2 separate regions of the Ovis aries genome follow, and region 2 is linked to region 1. A link is a contact called in public Hi-C data. All regions are on one chromosome and are shown on one strand. The core of a region is the stretch at or near the end of the contact, and the rest is flanking DNA. Distances in the headings are between cores, read along the strand shown. Region 1 holds the start of THTPA (thiamine triphosphatase). Region 2 holds the start of SLC22A17 (solute carrier family 22 member 17).

Region 1 (7,969 bases), core at 3,310-5,809:
CTGAGTGAGAGGGTAAGAAATACAAGAAACTTAGGGTGACCAAAGAGAAAAGGGAGGAAGAGGGCAGATTACAGGAACAAAGGTGAAGAATAGGCAAAGGAGATCATCAGAGATGGCGATGGGGAAAAAAGGAGGTGAAACAAAACGGGGAAATGAAAAAAATATATAATCGTAAAGTGAGGGAAGGGAGGAAAATCAAGTCAGTGATGAAGAGCTATGTGGTGGGAAGCTCCTGGAGAGGCAGGTGACACGCAGGACACCAGCGGTGAGGTCCTGATGGGGGACACAAGCACATGGCAAAGGGGACAGTTAACAATGCTAGGAAGTCCCAAAGTTCCCTGGGTGAAGACAGAAGATGAGGCCGGCCTGGCTGTGCGGAAAGGGCACTTAAATCCTTGAGGGAGATACACCTATCCCTCCACTCTTCCAGGCCCCTGACCAGTGACTACCACAATCATCAATCATGACTGATAAGCAAACTCCAAGGCAGCCTGAAAAGGCCAGAGATATCCATTCAGACCCTGAAGGAAAGGGCACGGAGTCCTAGATGGGTAAACCAGTTAGGCAGCCAAGGTGTGACACAGAGACAAGAACACACAGCGAGAGGATCGCCCGGATAGGAAGTCACATCCGGAGACAGTGACACACAGACAGACCCAGACCCAGAGATGGATGGGTGGGGAGAATGAATGAGAATGGCAAAATTCAGAGGTAGGGACACGGACAGTGATCGGCAGGGCAACAGGCGCAGCGTGGTCCAGTGCTCAACGATAGAGCTGTTCAGAGAGAGGGATAGACAAGAGCGGATGGAGAGTTGGGGACCAGGAGAGGCACACTTCACCTTGAATAGGAGCGGTGGCCTCCCCTCACCTACTAGTAGCACCTTACGAAAACCAAAAAGCAACAGACAACTCAACTTCAGGCAAAGCCTAAAAATCAAAGATTAAGGGTACCCACCTCCCCTCCCACCCTCCCACCCGTGGCGAGCTTGCCCATCCATCAGCCCGCCTGCTAGCCGCCGTTCCTCACCCATCCTGAGGCCGGCGGGGGGCCGCCGAGACTCAGGCCCCTCCGGACTGACAGCTCCGAGCCTCCATAGTCACCCGGCCTCCTCTTCCCTCCGGGACCCCAGCTCCCGGTGCTGCTCGGCGCGACCCGTCTAGCCTCTCGTTACCCTCCCTCCGTCCGGCTGGCTCCTAGTCCAGCTTCTATGCCTTTCCGTTCCCCACCTCTGCCTCCACCCCGGCATCTCTCTCTTCGCCCTCTCGCAGGCCCTCTCCTTCCCTCCCACAACCCTGTCTCTCCTTCTCCTCAGGCTCTCTGTCTGTCCGTCCGTCGGTCTGGGTCCCCTCCCCCAGTCCCTTTCGGTCCCTCTCTGTGCCCTCCAACGGCAGTCTCCGAGCGCCTCCTCTCCCCTCCGTCTCAAGCTTCCAAAGAGCAAGGAAGGGAAGAAGAGAGGGAGACGAGAGGAAAAAAAAAAAAAACCAACCAACCCAGCAGCATCGGAAATCGATGCACTTACACCTCAGCTGGAAGCAGGGACGGGAGTCGAACCGCGGCCGCCGAGCAGCGCGAGGCGGGGAGGGGAGGGGGTGGCTCTTGGAAGGGACTTCTCCGATGTGTTGATTCCTTTTTTTCCCCTCCTCCTCCCTCCCTCCAGCGCTCACTCCGGGGCGTCGGGGACGGAGATGGAAAAAATAAATAAATAAATTCACGGCGGTGAGGGAAGTGAAGGAAAATAATCAATGCTATTTGGCTGCGGCTGAAGTGTTTTCCCGGCTTCGTGAGGGGGTTTCCATTGATTCACCCTGGGCACTCGCTCGCTCCCTGCCTCCTCCTCCTCCTGCTCGCCCTCCTCCTCCTCCTCCTCCTCCTCCTCGCCCTCACTCCTCCGCCTCATTCAGTGGCTGGAACCGAGGCGTCCCACACAATGGAATAATCAATACCCAGGCGCCCGGGGCGGCCCCACTGAGCAGGTGCAGCGGCCCGCCCGTCGCGGAGTACGCCGGGAGTTGTAGTCCGGGTGCCCCCGCCCCCGCCCCCGCCCGCCCGCCCTAGAGCTTGGTGTCTGCCTGCTTCACTAGACTGTAGGCGGGACCTATGACAGGCGGACTGCGGTGCTGGCCACCTGCTTTGTGGCTCCAGGTCCAAGCCGGTGCCGCAAAGAGCATCTTAAACACTTTCCCGAGTTCTCCTCCTCTTTCTTCTGTCTACAGAAACATATATGTGTTTTGTTATTATTACTATATATATATATATATATATATATATATATATATATATATTTAAATCAGCTATAGAGCAAGCCATGGCTTCTACGAGCTTTCCAGAACCACCGGAGACCTCTCTCTCTCTCTTTTTTTTCTTACTTTAACTCCTTTCTTCTTGCCTTATTAATTCCCCTCCCTTCCAGTTGGGCACTATAGAACCTTGTCTGCCGCAGCAATTACTCTGAGTCACCGGAGCTTCTGTCTCTTTCACTCGGTCACATAGTTTCCAGAGTTGGGTGCGGGTAGGGTGGAGAGAGGGCCTGGTTTCCCATCCTTATTTTCAGTTTATCAGCTCACATAAACTCTGTTATGTTCTAATAACTGCTGAAACTTAATGAGTGCTTAGGGACAGTACCAAGCACTTTAACGTATATTAACTTATTTAATCCCCACAACTAGTCTCATTTTACAGTTAGGAAGGCCTGCATGTATGTTCAGTCCTGTCTGATTCTTAGAGACTCCATGGACTATAGCCCACCAGACTCCTCTGTCCATGGGATTTTCCAGGCAAGAATACTGGAGTGGGTTGCCATTTCCTCCTTCACGGGATCTTTCCAACCCAGGGATCGAACCTATGTCTCTTGTATCTCCTGCATCAGCAGGCAGATTCTTTACCCTGGCACCAGAAACCAGGGCACAAACAATTCACTGGCTCAAGGGCACATGGCCAGTAAGTGACCCAGCCAGGATTCAAATCCTGATGCTCAGACTCCAGAGCCCATAATAACTGCTACAGCCTACTTCTATTAATAGAAGGGAAAAAAAAATCCTAGAGTTCACAGGACAAAAGGAAGGAGAAAGAAACTAACATTTTGAATTCTAGGATGTGACAGTTTGTCACTGAATCCTCACACTTATCTGTGAGGCAGTCCACATTTTACTAAAGACAAAACAGATTTCAGGAGGTGGAGTAGCTTTCCCAACACCAAACACCAATGAAATGAAGACTGGAGTTGACTCCAGGTGTGACTGACTTTGGAGTCTAATCTTTCTTTCTCTTTAAACTGCTGCCTCTGCCCTACTGGATTTGGACCCTATAACTCAAGGAAGAGATTAAGTCTACTTTCTTTGAGCAACAAAACTTAAAAGCAAAGGACAGATGAAAAGCAGGCCAATTAAAGGAGTTAGGGGCTGGGGTCCCTCTCTTCCCTGCACACTGGTTCCTGTCATCGGGTTGGGGGGGATGCAGATAAACATTCAAAACATGCCAGGTTCAAGATACCATGTCTGTAAACCAGTGTCCTCTCCATGGTACCTCCCATGAGTCACGTGTTTCCAAAAACATGCTGGGGAAAGGATAAGTGTAAAGAACCTAGCCCTTCTCACCCATCATAGGAGGGAAGCCAGGAGTTGACAAGAACCACTGTTTCTCAGTAAGCTACCTTACCCCAAAAACCAGACATACAGTAGATGCCTCCAGGTAATCATAATCCTGGGAGGGAGTAAGGAGAAGCAGCCTTCTCAATTTTGTCTCCCAAAGCAGTCAAAGGGCCATTCTCATGTCTTCCTATATCTTAAATGAACGCAATATTTCTCCTGTTCCTGATAAAGCCTGCACAGGGGCCGCAGGAAACAGACAAACTCCTCAGTGTGGCATGTAAAGCCTTTCTCAGTCTGCTCAGCGGCACTTTCAGCTTTGTCTCTTTTCCCTTAAACACTGGCCAGGGGCTATCCAGCTTCTGGGTCTTTGCTCATGCTGTTTCTCTGTCTCCAGTCATTGAAATCCCATCATGTCTTTAGTTTTCATCCAAAATGTCATTTCCTCCTCTTACAGAAAGTCGTCGGGGGAGGGGGCTTCCCTGGTGACCTAGTAGTTAGAATTCTGGCTTTCACTGTGGGAGGCTGGTGTTCAATTCCTGGCCAGGAACTGAGATCCCTCAAGCTGCACACACAAAAACAACTCTCCCATCCACCGTTATCCTGAACATTCTTGGGGATGTTTTAACTACCCTTTAAAACTCCAGAGTCTAGAGTAACTAGACTGGTCTTAACTTTTTTCTTCCCCCAGCTCATTGCCATTGGCCTGCATTTAATGGGCCACCACAATAGTCAATAAAGTATCTGCTGGACAGGGTCTGAGTGAGTGGCTTGTATTCCAGGCCCATCTGCCAACGAAGTGAGAGGGTTGAAGGCGGAAATGGGGTCTGAGTGCCTTTTCCATCCGACTTAACTTTAGATAAGACTCCCACAGGCGTCAATCGCGGCTTTCCTGTCACCATAGCGACGAGTGGGGCAAGAGAACAAAATTTCCCTTCGGAACTACACCTCCCATCATGCACCCGGGTTCCAGGGTGCCGGGCTCAGCCTGCGGCCTGAGACCCGGGCCGCCCCTCGGGAGCTGGGAGGGGTCTGGAATGAGGAGCAGAGCGGAGGGGGCCATCCTTACTCTTGGCCCACCGCGGAGGTTGCGGCCCCTCATAACTTAGCAGGCTTCTCGGCCCAAGCCTGCCCTCGGCATCGCTACATCGGGCCTAATATGGCCGCTTGTGCCGGGGCCTCCCCCTTGCGCAAAGAACCGGGCCGAGGTCCGGAACCAGGGACTGCTTCCGGCATTCCTCGCGGGCGTGGCGTGGGCTTCCTTCCCCTTACTCCAGGTCCCGCGAGAGGGAGACCCTTGGGCTTTCAGGTGAGACCCGAGGCTCCGCGGGTAGGTGCTCTAGGGGGATCGGGCGGGGTCATCTCCCGCAGTGAGTAGCCGTACTCCCGGGGTAGCATATGTCGAGGGAGGGGCGTTGAAAGGACACCCGCTACACGGCTTGCTTTCTAGAGAGCCCTTTGGATTTCCCAGGGAATCCTTTGGATTTAGGACATCAGTAGCAGAAGGGATCTAACTGGAGACCTGTGCCTGTTGCTGAGCCGTTAAAAACATGAGACAGACAGGGCCATCCATCACAGAAGGAGGAAGGACCCCCGACAGACAGCCCTGCCACGGTGTGTGCCCCTCACAAGTTCTTCCGGGGGGAGGGATCTTCGGGAGCTCATCAGTGTTTGTTGATTGACTGATTGCAGGTAGCATGGCCCAGGGCCTGATTGAAGTGGAGCGAAAGTTCGTTCCCGGGCCCGGCACAGAGGAGCGGCTGCAGGAGTTGGGGGGTACCCTGGAGCACCGAGTCACTTTCCGAGACAGCTACTATGACACCCCTGAGCTGAGCCTCATGCGAGCTGATTACTGGCTGCGACAGCGAGAAGGCAGTGGATGGGAGCTCAAATGTCCCGGAGCGGCAAGTGTCTCAGGACCCCACACTGAGTACACGGAACTCACAGCTGAGCCTTCAATTGTGGTCCAGCTATGTGAGGTGCTGGGGGCTGTGGTCCCGGGGGCTGGGGTCGTGGCTGCTGTGTTGGGCCCCTTGGGGCTGCAGTTAGTAGCTAGTTTTGTGACGAAGCGCAGTGCCTGGAAACTGGTGCTGTCCGGAGCTGACGGAGAGGAGCGGCTGCTCAGGGTGGACCTGGATACAGCTGACTTTGGCTACGCTGTGGGTGAGGTAGAGGCGCTGGTGGACAAGGAGGCCGAAGTCCCAGCTGCCCTGGAGAAGATCCACCACCTCAGCAGCCTGCTTGGTGAGGGAGACACGCTCTTCTGTACTTCCTTTGTTCTTCTGAGTGTACCCACTGGGCCAATTGTCGGGGGACGTCTCGAGGCTATTTCTTTAAGGGGAATTATTTTAGCAGTTTTCTAGAGGACCCAATTTGCTCAGGGCTCTATCAAATCTGGTTCCTTCTTTTACAGTAGCTGTCTAACCTGCATTGAATCCTTCCATGTATCTCTAATCCTTCCCAGCCATTGGCTCATGTCATTCTCATCCCTCTAGCCACTCCAGGTGTCTTTCGATTCCAGTCAGCTCTCTTCTTCAATCTTTCCATCCATCCTTTCTCCCCCCAACTCCTGTCCTCTGATTTTTATAATGAAATCCTCATTGGTCCTACTGGCTTGAGTAAAAGTCAAGAATGTTGTTCCCATGTGACAGAGGGTGGGGCGAACGTTAGCAGTTTAGTTCTGTTCCCAGGTTAGCTCCCCTGTACAGTTCATCCATGCAAATACAGGGTCGTGCATCCCGTGGGGCCTTACAGCCCTGGAATGTTGTTCTTGCCTCCTCAGCAAACCTACACTGAGTTCCCTCCTATCGGCCCAGCATGCTGCCAGGCACTAACAATCAGACACTGGCTAATTGTGGCTCCACACCACAGAGGCTAGAATTCTCTGCAAATCCCACCTCATTCATGGCTGTAGCTGCTTCTCCTTTCTACACCCCTTGGTTTCTCTCTGTGTGTGCATCTCTGCATGTGCTTCATTACCAAGCTAATGAGCTCTGGCCTGCCTGGAGAGGCTTTAATCTTGACTGGGGGGCAGGAGCAGTAACTGAAATGAGTTACTATTGAGGCACCCTCTGTCTTCCTGGCGCCTGAGTGCCCTTCACCACTTCTCCTTGCCAGAGGAGAGGCTCGTGCTTGGCTTCCTAGGCCCACTTCTGCCTCAAGTGGCCCTCTTCGGCCCGGCTTCCCCAGGCCAATCAGGGAGTAGGCTGGTGGGTTAGCTAAGCTGGTTGGCCGGTGTTCGGAATCCCAGTGCTGCCTTGGAAACAACCTGGGGTCCCGCTGGGAGAGGCACAGTATCTGTGGCTGTCTGGCTCTCTCCTCATTCTCCTTTTGCCTGTAGGTGTGCTGGCGCAGGAGAAGGCACCTGCCAAGCTGATTGTGTACCTGCAGCGCTTCCGGCCCCAGGACTACCAGCGCCTGCTAGAAGTGTACGGCTCCAAAGAGCAGCCTTAGGGGACTGGAGATCTGGACATGACACGGGGCTGAGGAGCTTCATTCCTGGGCTCACCGTGCCTCTTCCCTTCTGGCTCCCCTTCCCACAGTGACCCCTCTCGCTCCAGCTCTGCCTGTTCCTTCACCCTACCCTCCGCTATCCTTCCTGGAGCCTTCCCTGGCTGCCTCCTCTCCCTCATCCGTCAGATGCAATCTGTGGGCCGCCCCTCTCCCCTGGCCGCTAAGCAGCCTCCATTGATTTCCGCTCGTGTTTATAGGATTTCCACTTAGCCGTGATCAGTAGTTAAGCACAGGAAAATCCCTTGCCACCCCCCTCCCTTGGTCGATGCCATTGATTCTGCCAGCGGCTCCTAAACTGCCTTACAGCTGAGTTAGAGAGGAGGGGAGGCAGCAGGGATTTCCCTGCCCCGGGCTACAGGGAACAGCAGCAGCTTGGGGAAGCTGGTGAGGATTCCTGTTAGAAATCTAGAACTTCTGGTTTGACACTGCCCCTGTGCCTAGAGAGTAGAGTGCCTCCTGTGGAGGTTTAGGGGCACATCTGCTCCCCAGCCAGAATGGGGGGGGGGGGGTTGGTAGAAGGAAAACCTTCCTTTGTTGAAACCAGTTCCAAAGGCTTAGGGCAAGATACCTACTTCCTGTATAAGAAGGCTCTTCCCTGGCTGTTATTCACATACATTTTCTACCTCAAATGATGGCTTTGCCCCCTAGGGCTTTATTGGGCTTTCATCATTTGTGGGGTTCCCCCCACCCCAGTTCTGCAGCAGCAAGGACAGGACCAGAGTGCCACCTGCTGGTCACCCTCAGATATGGATCCAAGTAGCTGGGGCTCCTGATTTGGGGACACAGGAGGATTTCAGGCTCTGAGTGGAGGCGGAGTTACTGCCATGTCTCCACAGGCAAGTTGTTCACCTCAAAGATTTCCTGTACCG
Region 2 (7,969 bases), core at 1,456-3,955, 180 kb before region 1:
GATGAAGCCATTTTTCCATGGGATTGGGACATGGGTCTATTAATCCATAGGAGTGGTCAGTGGGATGGAGTCACGACCAGAAGATGGAGCCATTGATCCATGAGAGTGGAGCTCTTAATCCATGAGATAGGACTATTAATCAGTGGGGCTGATCACTAACTTCTGAAGATTGGACAGTTCATCTTTGGGGATGTAGCTATTAATTCCTGGGATAGAGATTTCATTCGGGATGGATGGGACTATTGGCCAGTAGGGAAGAATCTGTTAATCCATATGGATTATCAGTAAGCATGGGGTCATGGAAATGAGAGACTATTGGTCAGTGGTGACGGTCACAGACTGTGAGTCAGTGGGGACAGGGTTCCTGATCCTTGGAGGGTAGGCTACTGGTTTTTAGGGATAAGAGCACTGGTGTAATGTGGATGTAGACTGGGGTCACTGGTCATTGGGAAGGGGACACTGATGCCTGAGAGTGAAACTACTGACCCAATAGGGTGAGACCATTTTCCATGGGGTTGAGCTTATTGGCTAAGGCTACTGAATTTAGGAGATTGAATTTAGGTCTTTGGGTATGAGGCTACATACTCCAGAGGAATGATGCTACTGATCTGTAGGTATGAGGCCACTGATGCATGAGGATGGGCTATTGACCTATGGGTTTAGGATCATTTGCCCACAGGGGTGTATGACTATTGGGCAGTGAGGATAGGTATTGTTTTCAGGGAACTGGACTATTGAATGGTGGGTTGCCTTTGAGCCATGGGAGTTGAACTATAAAGCCATTTGGATGGGACTGTAGACCAGTGGAGATGTCTAATAATCCCCAGGGATGGAGCACCTGGTCAGTGGTGATGGTGTCAAGGATCAGAGATGGAATTTTGACCCCTGGGAAGAGCTGCTAGTTGGTGGGGATGGGTTTGTAGATCTTTGAGATGTAACCACTGATTCCTGGAAATGAGGCTTTTGATCTGAGAGGATCTGAGAGCACTAATGATTCATGAGGATGGGACTATTAGCCTGGGGTGAGGGGTGCTATTGTGGTCATTGATCCATGGTGGTTAAACTATGGACCCTCCTCAAGAGGGTAGTCATTTGTTTGAAGAGTTGAGCTACTGATCAGTGTGAATGGGGCTGTTGATATTTAGAAATTAACATAATGACCTTTAGGAATGGGGCCACTGAGACAGAGCTAACAGACCAGGTAGACAGTACTGTTAACAGGGATTAATCCACGAGGACTGCAAGGGAGGAGCTTGGTGGTAATAGGACAACAGAGGAAGAGTCAGGACTTCTGTGGACCTAGGGGTTTTGGGCAGGAGGGTGGGGCCACTGATTCATGGCTGTGGGACTGGCAGTGGGGGGAGAGTTATCCTCTGTTTGGAAGAGGTATGGTAAGAGTATTTCTTGGTGGGGAGTGAAGTTGAGACAGTGCTGGGGCCGCCTCTCAATGAACAGGAGCAATCCAGAGGACACTGCAGAGCTGAGCAAAGCCTCTTCACCCTCTGGCGAAGGCTAGGTGCCTGGACCAGCCTCCCTAGCAAGCCCTCCTCTCTCCTTGCTGAGCCCTCACCTGTCTGCTGGGTAGCCCAGGAACAGGTAGCCGGAGGCGAAGCCCAAGATGAAGAGGATCTGCTCCAGGATCACCTGCCAGCCCAGGTCACACACCAGATCCCACTAGGGACGCGAGAGGGAGGAGCGGGTGTGAGACCCCTCGCTGGTGGCGCGGCCCGCCCCCAGACCCGCGGCCCAGCGGGCCGCCTCACCTGGCCGATGGCGTTGGTGGTGAGCACCGGGAGGCCGTTATAGTCCCAGTCCTTGAGACAGTGGTTGAAGTCCGGCGGAGCGAAGCCGCTGCACGAGGGGTCCGTACTGGTGGCGAGGCGGCTGGCGGCGCTGGCGGCTAGGGCCGCGCTGGCGACGCTGACGCCGCTGGCGTTGGGGGGCTGCTCCCAGCCGGAGGCGTTGGGGGGGAAGGCCCCGTAGTGGCAATGCAGCGGGGGTGCCAGCGTGAAGATGGGGTCGGAGGCCAGGCCCAGCGCCACGAAGAGCACGGGCAGGCAGCAGAGGCCGAGCTGCAGCTGCTGGCCGCCGCCCAGCGCCCCCACCTGGGCGAGCAGCGCCTCGAAGCTGAGGGGGCCGGGGGGCACGGCCAGCGACAGGCTGCTGCCCATCCCGTCGCCGCCCGCGTGGCCCTCCCCCTCCCGCTCGCGTTCGCGCTCCCGCTCACCCTGCAGCTGCTCCGTGGGCACCGCATCTCCAAGGGTCCCGACCTGCTGGGGGTGGGAGTGTGGGTTGGAGGGGTGGCGGAGAAGGGTGAAGCGGAGAAAACCGCAGGGTAAGGGAAGAGGGGGGGGCGCAAGCGGGAGGAAGGCAGTCTGCCGCGGGGGATGCACGGGAGGAAAATGCCAGGCGCTTGTCCAGGGGTGCGGGGAGATGATGGCGTAGCCCCCAGGGCGCGGGCACTTACTCCGTTGGGGCTGGGGGTGATCTCTACAGTGCTGTCGATCTTGCTGCCGCCCCCGCCATTGGGCTCGGGGGTCCCGGTGGCCACCCGGGGAGCCAGTTTGCCGACCGCAGGGGCCCAGGCGGCCCGCACGGAAAGGATGCGCTGTCTTCTGGCCCAGTGGCGCGCCGTTGCCCGGACACAGAGGCCAAGAGATCCCGCTCTGCAGCTCTGCAGCCGCGGGCGCCTCCTCCGTCTCTGCGATCTCTGCGCCGCTTTCCCCACCCCTTCCTCCAGACTCTCCTCCCCTTCCAACGTCAGCAGAACCTTCGGTCCAGACTCTTCGTCAGAGAGAGGAAGGGGGGCGAGGACCCAGGGGAGGGAGAAGATGGGGCTCTCTCTCTGTTCCCTGGGTCTGCGGGCCATTGCGGTATAAAGGGAACAACTGAAGGATAGTAAGTACATCCCAGGCAGGTGCCAGCGATTCCTCTTTTGCTTCCAGTTCTTCCTGCTCATCCATCCATCCATCCATCCACTCACTCATCAGTACAATTTATTAAGTGTCTGCTATATTCTGGCCGTGTGCTGGGCTTTGGGGATAATAGGATGGACAAGACTGATATCGGAGTGGCTCACTGAGGAGAGACAGGCATACTGGAAGGGGTGCTTGCATATGGTGGACTGCACTGGGCGTTGCACTCAGCCTTGGCTTTAGTCCTCTGCAAGACCACTTCTCTGGTTTCACAACCCCACCCTGGCTGAGTCTCCATCATTTCTCAGCAGCATTTGGCTTTGTTGGCTACCCCTTCCTCTAAACTCTTTCTTCCCTGTCTGCCAGGTCCCATACTCTCCAGATTTTCTTTCTCTTGCCACTCTTTTCTCTACCACAGACTCATTCTCCTCACCATCCGTCAGAGCCTGTGATCTTTGGAGGCTTGATTCTAGGTCCTCATCTCATACTGTTCTCTCCGCCTCAGAATCTCACTTATGCCCACAGCTTCCGTCACCCTCAGTATAAATAATAGGAGCCAATATAAACCTGATTCCCATATTTACGTCTCCAGTTCCCACCTCTCTTCTGAGCCCCAGACCCTTGAAGCCACCTCTTATTTGGTTTCTTATCCTGGATGCATCACAAGGATCTCAGAGTCAATACGTCCAAGACCAAACTCATGGTCATGTCTCCCCGCTCCCCCCAACTAGGCCGTCTTCTAGCTCTTCTTTCCTCACTGAATGGCACTTTCACCATCCAGTTGTGGCCAGATGCTCAGGTGACAGCCCTTAGAGCGCCCCCTTCCTTACCCCCGCTCTCCACCCCATGTCAAATCCTCTACAAAATCCTGCGCATTTCATTTCCTGTGTAGTTCTCAGATATTCTGCTTCTTTCCATCTATCTCCGGCACCGCTAGTCAAGCTACCTGTTGTGCAGACTGCTTTAGCCTCCCAGTTCTTAACCGGTGCTCTGTATCTGCTTTGTTTCCAATCCTTTCCCCCCATCTGTTCATAATGCAGATGGACTGATCTTTTCAAAAGGCAGATGTCTGTGTTCCTTTCCTGTTTAACAACCATCAGCGTCTTCTACCGTCAAGGTAAATGCAATATTCTAGACCTCATAGTGATCCGATACTCTCTGCAGCTCTCTCTCTCTCTCTCCAAATTCTGCGCACCAGTCACACTGACATTCTTCCAGTTTTTCCAGTGCTACAGGGCCCTTGCATAAGCTGGTCCTTGTCCCTAGAAGTCTCCTCTACTTTAGTCAAGTTCCTCTTCAGCTGTCAGTTCAAGCTTATTTGCCTTAGAGAAGTCTCCCCTAACTCCTTGAATTGCTACTCAAAGTATGATTTATAGACCAGGAACATCCACATCACCTGGGAAGTTGCTGGAAATGTAGAATCGAAGGCTGTTTTCGGATACTTTGCATTTTTAACCAGATCCCCATGTATATGTACGTTAAAGTTAGAAATGTAACTCTTCTCAAGGAGATTTGATTTCCTTTTTTTTTTTTTTTTAGACTTGATTTCTAATAGGTTCTTTATTCTCTTATTCCAGGTAAGTGTTGAAAAGGATGTCCTGTCAATCTCAAGATGGAAATCCATTCCATCTTTTCTCCACTGAACCACACTTCTAATTTGTCCCCTCTGTTCAGAAATTTTCCAGATATGGGAAAGTCTTCTAATGCAATAAGCAGCCTCTCCCCACCCCTCAACCCATTTCCACATCTCTTCAGTATTTACTTCGGTGCTGTCACAGGCAACATTCCTTGGGGATTTATTTGCTAGTCTCCTCATGTCTGTCTTGGAATTGTAATCCATGTAACTCTCTGCGTTGCTGGGCTGTTCACACGCATTATCTTGTTAGGGCCTCACAACAGCCCTGGGAGATCACTATGTTCCTTCTCATATTAGAGAGGAAACTAGGACTCTGAGGATCTGACAGGATTTACCTGCAGACACAGGTACATGGAAACTTGCATTGAGACCTCTGACTCTAATTCCAGGCTGATCCCTTGAAAATCTTTCTGGAAGGTGGTGGAGGACGGCCTCTGTTATGTCTTTAACGCCAACACCTAGGGGTGAATTTTGGTGGCCTCAGCCTCTGGAAATGAGTTTCTTTTGAGAGTGAAATGGGAACAAAGAACCTCAAATGGAGGAGGCAAATGCATGGGGAGAGGGGCCAAGGGACTGACTGTGATTGAATTTTGGGGTACCTCCAGTCCAGTCACTGTGCCAGGATAGAATCTTGGGAAAGCGGAGCTTAAGCAATGTGGCCTGGACTTCTTCCCTTGCGGTAAACGGCTGAAGTGATCCCCTGTCTAGGCCATGGCCCATCGATTTCACCAAGGCCCTGTGGACTATGGACTTCTAACACATTGAATTCATTGGCCCCTCAGCTCCTCTAAAAGGTGGTGTCCGGAAGGACAGTCAGCAGGAAGTTGGGAAGGGGAGTTTAAGGGACTAGACCCTCTTGGGTTAACCTAAGGGAGAGGGCACCCAGGCCAGCAGTCTTCTGCAGTGGGTCAGAGCTGGCCTATGGCACAAAGCGGAGGACAGCTGGGGTGGCCTCTTCAGCAGGGCACCATCAGGGCTCTCTCATAGCCTCCCTCCCCACGTGTGCACCTCTCTGATGACATCATCTGACATCGGTCTTAGAAGAGAGGCCTTGGGCAGGAGTCAGGGCCTGCCTTCCCAGAATGCTACGTTGCAGACTATTCTTGGTTCTCTCATCCTCGGGGTCTCAGCACTGATACCACCTCCCCAGCAATCCTGTCTAAAGTCTCCAATGTCCTCTCCCCATCTACTCAGTCACATATCACCCTGTTCATTTCCATTACCAGCAACTATCAACTCTGTGGCAGGTTCCTCTTTTTTTTATTTACTTGTTTCAGCTGACTTGTTTCTATCCAGCCCACCCCCACAACGGACCTTCAGAACTGGTGCCTGGCACATCATGGGAGCTGAGAACCTGCTAGATGAACAGTTGGAGAAACAGCAGAATTTCTCCACAAACCCTAAAGGCAGACTACCCACAGTGTGTGTCCCAACAGTTTGGCCAAGGCCCCCCAGGCTCCCAGGAAGCAGAGTCGGGGAACCAGAAAGCCCGGTTTATTGAGGTGCACCATGTCAGAGGCCCAGCTCTCCTGCTTCTGCGTGGAGCAGTCCTCTGGCCTCTCCCAGACCTTCCCACTCCGGGCTGCCAACGTTCTGCCCTCGCTCTCGGCTAACAGGGAGGTGCTGATGTTCCAGAGCCAAGACACAGGACATAAAAAGGGGCTCCTGGTGGCTCCAGGTTTCAGCTACTTGGCTCTCTGTGGGGTTAAGATTCCAGAGGGCTTGGCCTTGCAGTGCCCAAGAACCTCCACCCCAGGCTGAGGGAGGAGGAAGGTCCCTGGAGGGCCTGGTGCCTGCCCCTGACAAAACAGGGAATAATATTAAATATAAATAATTTATACAAAATGGCTCGTACAAAAAGCTGTGGGGTAGGGGAGGAGGGGCCTCAGTGAGAGGCTGAGATGCCTGGAAAGGGCAGTAAAGGGGAAAGATGCCTCAGTGTCTCCTAGTCCCAAAAACAGAGCCCTCCAGCCACCTGAGGACTGGAGGCGGCTCTGGGAGGCAGGTGAGGGCAGAGCAGAGACAAGGGGCTCAGGGGGCCAGGCTGGTGAGCAGAGTGGTGAATTGCAGGGCCCTCCCTGCCAGGTCTGCCACACACTGCGCCATCTCTTGGGCTGCAGGGCTGGATGGGTAGCCCAGGGCGGCCCCCTTGATGGCCAGCACGGTGGCCCGCAATGCCTGGCCCAGTGCTGTGCCCGCGGCCCCAACCTGTGCTCGCAGAGGGGCAGAGGCTGCCAGGCGGCCCAGGGTATCCCCAACGAACACCAGGCGGTGGGCGGCCACCAGCACCCGCTTGCCGTGGGGCACAAAGAGGCGCGGGGGCTGCTTTGCCTGGGTGCTGGACATCAGGGCCGCCACGGCCGCCTGCAGTGTTGAGTAGTGGCCCCGGCACTGCCCAGCGTAGAAGTGCAGGAGCTGTAGATCTCCAGTGGGCAGAACCAGTGGCTCCCCAGGGGACAGGGCCTCCTAAGGGCGAGAAGAGGGTTCAGCAGGACTGCTTGGCCAGTGCCACTTCCGTTCTTATTTCCTTTCTCCTTCCCTCCCTTTGTTCCTCATGCCTTCCTTTCTCCCTGAGCTCGACCCCTTTAAACTGTACCTTCTCCTATCAGACAACTTAGATTCTCTTAGCGAGTGACAGGAAGATGCCCAGAATTGATGTTTGATAAATCTGGATTCAAACAACCTCAGAAACAAGTCTCTGAACGTCATCATTCCTTTATCTCCTTTATCTTCTTTATCTTCCTTTATCTTCTTTATCTACGGGGAGCCTAGTACTGCACTGTCCAATGTAAACATAATGCCAACCACATATGCTATTTCAAATTTCCAAGTAGCCACGTTAGAAAAGTTACAAAGAAATTGGTACCTATTTTGTAATTCCATATATTAAAAATGGTGTAGTTTCAACACTGTAATTAATGTAAAAATTATTGAAATTGCTTTCCATACTAAGTCTGCAAAATCTGGTGTGCATTTTATATTTACAGTGCATTTCAGTTCGGACTGGTCACACTTGGGGATGAGTAGCTGCATGTGGCGTGTGGTTACCACACTGGATCCTGCAGTTCTTGTTTCTGCCTCCTAAGGCTGCAGTGAAGATTAGCTGATCTTCACAAAAAGAGCTGAGAACACAGCACTGCAAACTGTAAGCACCGTATGAGTGCTAACTATTGCTATGATCAGTGCTGACAGGTGCAATGTACTTAGCACAGGTTCTGGCGCTTGGTACAAACGTGACAGATGGTAGCTATGGCGATTAGGACCATTCTAGACCATGAGTCGAGGAGACAGTCTCATTTCCTTGAGACCCAGAGAGATTAACTGGTGGCTTCGGAGGCCCTGGCTTCTTAGTGGTGGAGCTGGAATTAAGACCCAGGTCTCTTAGGAACCCAGGAATTCACAGTTGGAAGGAGCCTCA

Evidence for each region. Hi-C and Micro-C count contacts between places; a contact is called where the count stands out from the background.
Region 2: a contact with region 1 is called in a Hi-C map of tail adipose tissue, with 5 times the contacts expected there. The contact joins the promoter of SLC22A17 here to the promoter of THTPA in region 1. A contact is called at or near these places in 4 of 16 Hi-C or Micro-C datasets (blood, hypothalamus and tail adipose tissue).

Annotation. Positions count from the first base shown.
Region 1 is chr7:21,200,953-21,208,921 of ARS-UI_Ramb_v3.0, reverse strand. It overlaps THTPA (thiamine triphosphatase), which reads left to right and starts at 4,559. Exons shown (of 2, transcript XM_060418556.1): 1 at 4,559-4,896; 2 at 5,280-7,969. The coding sequence starts at 5,285. The coding sequence ends at 5,950. AP1G2 (adaptor related protein complex 1 subunit gamma 2) reads right to left here. Exons shown (of 22, transcript XM_060418554.1): 22 at 7,730-7,969. The coding sequence ends at 7,917. It overlaps ZFHX2 (zinc finger homeobox 2), which reads right to left and starts at 1,932. Exons shown (of 11, transcript XM_042252953.2): 1 at 1,523-1,932.
Region 2 is chr7:21,378,160-21,386,128 of ARS-UI_Ramb_v3.0, reverse strand. SLC22A17 (solute carrier family 22 member 17) reads right to left here and starts at 2,705. Exons shown (of 8, transcript XM_027971625.2): 1 at 2,468-2,705; 2 at 1,764-2,270; 3 at 1,571-1,674. The coding sequence starts at 2,171. EFS (embryonal Fyn-associated substrate) reads right to left here. Exons shown (of 7, transcript XM_042252956.1): 7 at 5,796-7,017. The coding sequence ends at 6,583.